2 separate regions of the Mus musculus genome follow, and region 2 is linked to region 1. The links are chromatin contacts, called in public capture Hi-C maps. All regions are on one chromosome and are shown on one strand. The core of a region is the stretch at or near the end of the contact, and the rest is flanking DNA. Distances in the headings are between cores, read along the strand shown. Region 1 overlaps Tjap1 (tight junction associated protein 1). Region 2 overlaps Ptk7 (PTK7 protein tyrosine kinase 7).

Region 1 (4,388 bases), core at 843-3,342:
AACCCCCCCGCCATCCCTTTCTCTACAGTGGCACTATGGCACATGCAACCCGTGCCTACCCACTTCCTCACACAGAAAATAAACTAACGAGAGGCGTTCTAAGGTGTCTCTGGCCTGAACATTCAAAGATGACCAGGGATGTGTACTGACCCCACAGGCAGATAGACCTGAGCTACCGCTGGGTCATTAGAGGGCTGCTCTCTGGTGAGTCAGGCCGGATGGATCAGGGGAGTGCTGGAGATGAGGGCTAGAATCCAATGGAGAACAGACAGGTGAGAAGGGCTCCCAGCTGGGCCCCAGGAGGAGCACACTTGGCTAAGTGGGGTGGAGAGACTCAACAGCAGCCCACACTGTCCCTTGTAGGCAGAGAGCTGCACAGCATCCATCTTGCTCAAGTAGGTGAGGGTATAAGCAGCAGCAGTTCCTAGGCTGCTGTGCAGACTCCATTGGTCCACAAGGGCACTGCCACATTAGGCCGGCAGAGTGGACCTCTGGAAGCTCCAGGACTGGTCTACAGTGCACCTCAGGCCAATCCTACACACTGGAACTCTGCCTCAACAAACAAACAGAGAGACACTGCCAGTGACACACAGTTGCAATCTAAAGCACTGGGAAGGCAGATGCCAGCCTGGGCTACATAGCGAGACTGTCTAAAACAAAAACAGTGCTCAGCACTAGGCAATGTTAAGTTCAGGTTTTCCTTCCATAAATTGTGAACAAATCTTCTAAGTCTGGGGATAGCGACCCAGCCCAGGCTCCTGGATAAGGGTCTCCAAGCTTGAGAGTGCTCTCTGGACACTGCCAACAAAGGCCAAGCCCCTTTGGCCACACCTCCTTTCTGTGCTGGCTCCCACTGGAAGAGAGCACCTATATGGCTGCTCACCTACCAGCCTCCCAGAAGAGAACAAAGTATAGAATGCAGGCCTCATCGGGACATACCGTCTGTTCGCTGGCAGCTCTCTGTTCTGCTCTCCTGGAATCAGCCTTCGGCTCTCCACATCCCACGGCCCCTCTACTTCCTCTAGCCAAGAGCTCCTGAAACCAGAGAAGGGGAGAAAGTGGAAACCCGGTGTCAGCTGCCTGCCTGTCCAGTCTGGGACCTGAAGGCTCCCAGAAAACAGTAAGCAAAGAGACCACAGCACAGTGGGTCTTAGGAGCAAGCGACAGAGGTAGGAAGATCAATAGTCTGAGAGTAGCCTGCTTTATGAAGTGAAATCAACTCAAAAAGGAAACCAGCTAGCATTAACGAGTACCTGGCTTCCCCTAACAACGCCTGCGTGTTTATGTATGTACTTCGTACGCTGCCTCCGCTCAGCACATACCCTGCTCTGGAATAGGCCGGTACTGGTCTGTGTCCCATTCACTCCTAGGCTTCTCAGAGTCTACAGAGAGCTGGGAATCCTGGGGAATGCAGACTACAAATGAGACTACAAAGGGCCTGGCAAAGGAGCAAGATGACGATGGTACGGCAGACCCCCTAGCAATGACTAAATGAGCCCAGAGACCATTTCTGTGTACCACAGTGTACAATAAACTTGCCAATGAGCGAAGGCAGACCCGAGAAACAAAATCCAAACCTCAGCAGTTCAGAGCAGTGATTCTCAACCAGGGTGAGTTTACCCCCTGCTTCTCCCAGGGTTAACAGGCAAATGTCTAGAGACATTTTTAATTTTCACAATCTGCAGATGGGGAGGTACTACCGGTGAGTCAAAGTCAGAATATCGACTAAACCTACCACACACAGGGCAGCCAGCATACCGGAGGTGGCAAGGCAAAGGTCACCAGCCCTGAGGCCGAGAACCGCTAGTCTATAAACCGTAACTGTGGGGGGCTGGCAAGAAGGCTCAGTAGGTAACGATGCTTGCTGCAAAGCCTGATGACCTCCACAAGCACACTGTGCTTAAGTAAGTACCGACACACGCTCAAAAGAGAAAACATTTAACCCCGAGCCCGGGGAGCTGAGGCCCAAGGCTGCTCCAGCATCTCCAAGCGCTTGGATAACGTGCTCCCCACTGCCAAAGCCTGCTCTACACACACCACTGCCAATGGCTGGGCCAAGTGAGCTGCCAAGTCCCCTCAGCTTCCCGGGATTGAGGCGTACCTGTAATAAGCTGGGCTGCCGCATGGGGGCAGCAGCCGCCAGTGATCAGTGCAAACAGTAACCCTAGGTGGCTTTCTGAGCATTTAAAAAAAAAAAATACAAACCTCTTCCTACCCCCATCAACCCAAACAGAGCTACAGAGCTGGGGGCTGAAGGCGGTCTTGCGGGCTAAAGCATGTGTTCCTACTGTTGGGACATGCCCTGGCCATGACTCCTGTCACATTCCAGCAGGCCTGGGGCAGCAGGGTGGGGGCAGAGGAGGGCGGGGAAGCAGGAGTAGGACTCTCCTCTCTAAGGTTCCTGGCCTGGATTTGGGGGAGAGCTTGTAATAGTGAAGCACGAGCCACCAGCCTCCGCCCCGTTGACAGGAGGCAGAACGTGTCCCCACAGGGCACAAGCAGCATGCTGTCAGGCTGACTCCCTGCACAGGAATCTGGGAGGGCCAGAAAGGACACCACATTCCTGGGGTGAGAGAACAAACAACATACAACCACAGGGGCTGTCCTCCAGAGGGCCTCGCCCCAGTAGGTGCTCAACCTGGAGTAGGGATCTAACCACAGAGACTCCTGTGGCCTGAGGGAGGGGACCTAGAAAAGTCCCAGAGCACTGTAGGTTAACCAGGGCCTAACATTTGAAGGTGTGGATGTGTGGGTGTGTATGCCTGGGAAACCAGGTAGGACCAAGGCCGTTGACTAAAGAGGAGCCAGGCAAAGCTTCTAGAAACTGATGGGAGCTTCCAGGAGCTGGCCTTCTCCCCACAGGGCCAGCTCTCGATGGCACTTTTTGTTTGTCTGTTCCAGAAGGCAGAGGAACCCTTCACTTGGCAGGCTCCCTGGTGTGATTTGCCACCTTAGCCTGTTTTACTTACCTACCCAACTCCTGCCAAGGCTCGCATTCTCTTCTAGGGACCAGGGCACTTGTGACAACAGTGGACAGGCAGGGCGGACTGAGACACTTTCAGGGTAATTCTATATGTGGGCAGACATGCCTCACTGAGGTGCCATATCCTATAGCTTGCCCTGCCGTGACGGTAAGTCAGGGCTGCAACTATGAGCACATTTTTTCTTCTCTGAGGCTAGAGGCAATCAAACAGATGTCTGGGTTGGGGGATGGTGTGGGTGTGGCGAGGACACAAAGAGCAGATGAGACTCTAAGGATGGAGGTGGGGTGAAAGGTTACTTCTAGCAGTGTCACGAGGGGAGAAACATTCCTGACTAGAGAAGCAGGGGTGATCCACTGAGAACACTGAGAACCTACTGGGTTCCCCAACCCCACACCTCGAGGCAGATCTGTGCCACTCCCTGTCCCAGGTCCATAAATATCAGGGCATGTTGGGACACCTGAACCTCTGCTTCCATTTCCACAATCTACTGACTTCCCTGGATCTTGCCCGTGAGGGACCGCACTGGACAGACTATGGGCCTAGCATCACTACCCTGGACTATAGGACAGGCCTGGGAAGAACAAGGTCCATTTGGACCTGGTGGTCCCCAGCTGGGAGAGGATAACACGGTGAGTTAGAAGCCATCAGAGCACTTACACCAGGAGCCTCAGCTACCAGTTGCTGCGTCGACTGAGCATAACTCTACCTAAACGTTTTCCAGAGTTCAGCCCTGAGCTGAGAAGGGTCCTTGGGTCATCACTAGCAAGCCACGGCCAAGGCCAGCCTCGTGGCCTCTATTCGCCAAGGAGATTCTCTGAGGAAGATCTGGCAACAAACAGGGAAGAATTCTACTCCCTGTCCCTCCCTGGTCCCTAGGAGTCAGGACCAGGTGACTCAGGATAGAGGCCACAGCTTGCTTGCTAGGTCTATACTAAAGGAGCTGTGCCCAAGCAGAACCCCTGGCTGACCCAACAGTGGGAGACACCCAAATACCCTGAAGCAAGAGGAGAAGGGGCTCTCCTCACCCTCACCTCCCCTACCCCTCCCTAGCTGACCCTGTCTCCTTCCTCTGTCACATAGCATTCATTCTTCACTATTCAAAATCAGTTCAGAGGAAAGACTACCTCATATCTGCTGAGGAGGAGGGTGATAGCACTTACTAATTGCTATGTTGCAATCTGCCAGTCAATGTGGCCGCCTGTTGCCACCTGCCCTGTATTAAATACCTTCTCCCTGATTACAGCCCATGGGGCACGATTAGCTGCCTTCAGAGAACAAAGTCTACTTTCATTAGAAATGGGACTCAGCACGCAGAGGACCTGCACTGCGAACCCACTGAGCAGCTGAGCAGAGTACTGACAGATAAGACACAGGGCACCTGACCGGAAGCAGCCCACCAACTGT
Region 2 (4,722 bases), core at 750-3,249, 330 kb after region 1:
CCCTAAAGACCCTAGAGATGAGGTTTGGTTCCTCAGCCCGAGATTCTGCCTTCTCAGAGTTGTATGTCAATACAAGTCCTAGGATCTAACAGGACTAACAGCCCAGATAAGAGGCTACTCTGAAACCAGTCTATCTTCCAACCTTCCCAAAGGCCCACCACCCCTAACACAAAACATTCAGGGAGCTGGAAATGTCCCCAAAGCACCCTTCTTCCTTCTCAATGGGGTCCTGTTGGTTCTCTGCGCAAGCCAATTCTCTACCAAGCAGGGTGATCCCACCCACTGTGCCAGTTAACAAACATGCCTTTAGGCACCTTGGTTACTGTGCCAACGCAGACACTCCCCATCCATTTCTAAATACTCCACAGGGGTGTGGCCCTGTCCCCACTAGACATCATGGTACAAAACCTTTGCGGTATGGAACTGTGTGCAAACTCAGGCCCAGAAATGTGAAGGACTAACTAAAGGTCAGACAACTTACATGTTACAACTCCATGCCCAAAACCTAAAGAAGCCAGCCCCTCATCTCACGCTCTTCCTGGAAACATCTGAGCCTACCAGGGTGAGTCGGTTTCCTCACAGTCAGGCAGTGTGGCAGACCTGCCTCCCACAGACAATACCAGGCTCACAAAGACACTCAGAGAACACTGGGTGACCTGAAGAAAAATTCATGTCTAGGGTGGCTTTGGCATCAGGCGCGTTTGCCCACTTCCACCTGTGGCTGGCAGAATCAGCTCTACTCCACGGTCCTCTGCAAATCTTGGGACCCTCAACCCATAACTCCAGGATGTTCACCAAAGAGCAGAGACATCACCTATGACAGTCAGGGTGTCCAACTTGCTGCTCAGAATAGGATGAATACAGTCGAACCCAAGATTGTAAACTTGCTTAAAACACATGAGTCTTAAAAAACAAAACAAAACAAGTGTGTACGTATGCATCCATGTGTGCACACGTATGGAGAGGTCAGAGGTCAACCTCAGATACCACTCCATGTGGGCTCTGGGGATTGAACTCAGGTCTTCTGTAGGCAGATTGCCTATCTGAGGATAATTTGTTAAGAGTTGGTTCTCCCCTTCCACCATATGGGTTCTAGGAATTGAACTTGGCTTATTCACCAAGTGTGATGGTAAGGGCCAGAGGTTTAACCATCTCACTGGTTAAACGGATGAAAAAAAATGTTGGGGGGTGGGGGTGGGCAACGTGATTGCATGTGTGGGTTTTTTTATTCCCTTAAAGGCTTTTTTTTTTTTTTTTTTTTTTTTGGTTTTTCAAGACAGGGTTTCTCTGTATAGCTCTGGCTGTCCTGGAACTCACTTTGTAGAGCAGGCTGGCCTCGACCTCAGAAATCCGCCTGCCTCTGCCTCCCAAGTGCTGGGATTAAAGGCGTGTGCCACCACCGCCCGGCTGGCTTATTTTATTTTTAAGGATGTATTAGAGTGTGTTCAGCTTCAGACAGAGCCAAGTCTGATCCTGTCATGCTCCGTGTTCTTCCCACAGGAAGATCTTGTGAGCCACAATGCAGCTCTGTGTGTGTGAAAGGCCTTGACCGGAATTCACCTTTGGTAAGAGGCAACTACTGTTAAGCCCAGGAACTCTCTTCCTGCGCAAGGATTCAAACCCTCAGAATATTAGACAACTCTCCTCACGCCAAAGCTCTGGGATGTGCTAAAGCCTAGACAGACGAGCAGAGAACAACCAGATGGTGGGTGGGACAACGGGATAGGCCCTGAGGGTACAGGAGCCCCAGACCACCTGCTGCAGAAACCTGAGAAGAGCCTATGTAACTCTGAGGGACACGGCTCAGCCCCAACCCCCAGCTTTCCACATCCCCTCCTGGGATCAGGACTATGCTTCTCTAGAGCTGTGACCAGAGCCGCAGCATTCCCAGACTGCCACTCAGAGCCCCCGCCATTCCGCACCCCTATGACATGGCCTGGGAAACATCAAAGCCGGGCCTCCCAGGGGCCTCTGTCTTGACGTCAGCTCACAGCAGGTCCTGGTTAGTGCCTGGCTGGGGTACACTTAGATGTTTCCAAAGCCAGCAGAAAGGAGCCTCCGGGCTTCTCAGAGCCCCTGCTCAGTGGCCCCCACATTTGCTTAGAAGGCAGTGGGAATGTGCCCGGGCCGCCAACCTGTATGGCTCATTGTAAACATTGCTCCATCGACGTTTTGGGGAACCGGAGAGTCCCTGGCAGTGATGCCAGACCCCAGGAGCTCTTAGCTTTGTGCAGAGGCGGCTTTCGGGGGACTAAGGTGGTACCTATCCCAAGGTGGCTTCATTTCTTGTCCTTACCTCTAACTAGAGGGATGGTCTGAGAAAGGCCTTCTCTGGACTCGGGTCTCCTAAAGCTGCACTGCCTCTCTTCACTGGGCCCTGTGGAGCTGCATGCAGCACAGCAACCTACTACGTAATGGCAGCCCTACCCAGGTATAATCTGGGGGTGCCGAGACACCAGGCTGATCAGGGGCTAAGTGGATTTATGTAGCTGAGGTCCACATCTACCAGGGAACATCCAGAAAGGGAGAGGTGGGTAGGAGCTTTGCCTGTGGGCATGAGTAACCCAAGAATCTCCTTAGCAACAAGATGTAGGCAGAGCTATGTCTCTACCACAGAATCCCCAGCTCGAGCTTCAAACACCTCATGCATGAAGGCGCTTTCTGCGCCTTACCTCTGGCTCATTAACGGTCCACCACATAGACACTTACAGGACTGTACCTTTAGTCCTCTTTTTTTTTTAAAGATTTATTTATTTTATTTTATGTATGTGAGTACACTGCAGCTGTACGGATTGTTGTGAGCCTTCCTGTGGCTGTTGGGAATTGCATTTTAGGACCTCTGCTTGCTCCATTCAACCCTGCTCTCTGCGGTTGGCCCCACTTGCTCTGGTCAACTCTACTCGCTCAGTCCCTGCTTGCTCTAGCCCTAAGATTTATTTATTATTATACATAAGTACACTGTAGCTAACTTCAGACACACCAGAAGAGGGCGTCAGATCTCATTATGGATGGTTGTGAGCCACCATGTGGTTGCTGGGATTTGAACTCAGGACCTCTGGAAGAGCAGTTGGTGCTCTTAACCACTGAGCCATCTCACCAGCCCCTAGTCAGTCCTAGCCTCTTTAAAAAAAAAAAAAAAAAAAAAGCCAGGGCTGAAGAGATGGCTCAGTGGTTAAGGGAGCTTACTGCTCTTCCAGAGGACGTGAGTTCAAATCCCAGCAACCACATGGTGGCTCACAACCATCTGTAATAGGATCTGATGCCCTCTTCTGGTGTGTCTGAAGAGAGTGACAGTGTGGTCACATTAAATCAATCAATCAATCAATCAATCAAAGAAGAAGGAGGAGGAGGAGAAGGAGAAGAAGAAAAAGAGAATGAGTCTCATCTTAAAGAGAAAAACAATGGCCAATCTCCACACCTGCTCTATGTCTGACACTGAAGCACACCTGATACACAACCCTGATCTAACACCCAAGCCCTGGTTGTTCTCTGGGCTCCAGACCCACCCAGTCTGTGCGCATGGGTGTGTGCTTATACATTTGTGTCAACACCGTCGCTATATGGAAGGGACAGCAAACAGTTTGGTTTTGGGAATTTTGTTTTGTGGTACTGGGGTTCAAGCTCAAGGCCTGTACATGCTGAACAAAGTGCTCTCCCATGGAATTACACACCCAGCCCTTGGCATGTGCACGAGGGCACTCCTTGCAAAAAGGTCTCGAGATGAAGCCATGGCTGGCCTGGCGCTTGCTATGTAGATCAGGCTGACCTGTAGCTAACGGAGATCCGTCTGTCTCGGCCCTCTGAGTGAGGGATTAAATGAGTACTTCAGAAGACGTGGCTGGCGTTAGTTGACCAACAGGGTCTTACAGTGTAGTTCAAGCCTACCGTGAATTTGAGACCCTCCTGCCTCTGCCTTCCAAGTGCTGAGATTACACAGACATGCCCCACCCCGGCCAAGCAACAGGAAGCTTTCACTCCGGTTCTCAGTAATTCTGGCTAACTCACTGCACGAAGAATCCACTTCAGCTGCCTATCTCTCCAGGGCAAACCCTCTGACCTGTGGGAGATGCCTCCAGGTCCCGTACAGGGCTCAGAACCTGCATAACGTAACTAAAGAATTCTAATTCCTTCATCTCCCTCTTGTAAAACCCCACCCTTTGGACCAAGCCCCTGCTACTCGAGTTACTGAGCTGTACCTTACCAGCCCAAGCCTCCCAGGTACAGGCTCCGGGACACCACGGGCACTTTACATGGTAGTGTATGCTCAAGAGAGAGACTGTATTACCTCCTCTATGCCCGAGGACCGCCAGGTCACACAAACCTGGGTAAGTCTTGCCCACCAGAGCTCCAGGGTTCCAGGATCCTCTGCGGAAGATCCTTATCTTCAGGTGGCCCCTGGAACCTGGACCTGAGTGCATCTTGCTGGAGCAGTGTCAACAGAAATGAGCCACAGTGTGCCAGGTTTCCATGCCATTTCTGGAGCAACACTAAGGCACAGGCCAGGACAAGTAGCCTTCACCTTGTGAGGCACAAATGTTCCAGGAAAGAGCGCAGCCAAGCTCCTGTCCTACAAAGAGACAGTCCCCAAACACAAGACTCTCCATGTAGAACCTTCAATTCTCTTCTCTTTAAAATTTATTTATATGTCTGTGTCTGTTTAAGTTATGCAGCATGTGTATAGATGACCTTGAGGACCAGAAGAGGGCATCAGATCTCCTCTTG

Evidence for each region. Capture Hi-C pulls out chosen DNA fragments and counts their contacts.
Region 2: a capture Hi-C map of embryonic stem cells shows a contact between it and region 1, with 2.4 times the contacts expected there. The contact joins two enhancer-like sites. A contact is called at or near these places in 1 of 115 datasets of contacts at active chromatin or transcription factors (embryonic stem cells) and 3 of 9 other capture datasets (adipose tissue, embryonic stem cells and liver).

Annotation. Positions count from the first base shown.
Region 1 is chr17:46,263,944-46,268,331 of GRCm38.p6, forward strand. Tjap1 (tight junction associated protein 1) reads right to left here. Exons shown (of 10, transcript NM_001252474.1): 3 at 940-1,035. Among named protein-coding and RNA genes, the nearest start is that of Lrrc73, 12 kb to the left of the region's middle. Within about 2 kb of position 2,093, at least 119 of the 459 cell types and tissues checked have an H3K27ac peak or open chromatin away from gene starts, as enhancers often do. A contact at or near this core is called in embryonic stem cells, where this site is marked.
Region 2 is chr17:46,592,967-46,597,688 of GRCm38.p6, forward strand. All of the region lies in intron 1 of Ptk7 (PTK7 protein tyrosine kinase 7), which reads right to left. Among named protein-coding and RNA genes, the nearest start is that of Ptk7, 34 kb to the right of the region's middle. Within about 2 kb of position 2,000, at least 51 of the 459 cell types and tissues checked have an H3K27ac peak or open chromatin away from gene starts, as enhancers often do. A contact at or near this core is called in embryonic stem cells, where this site is marked.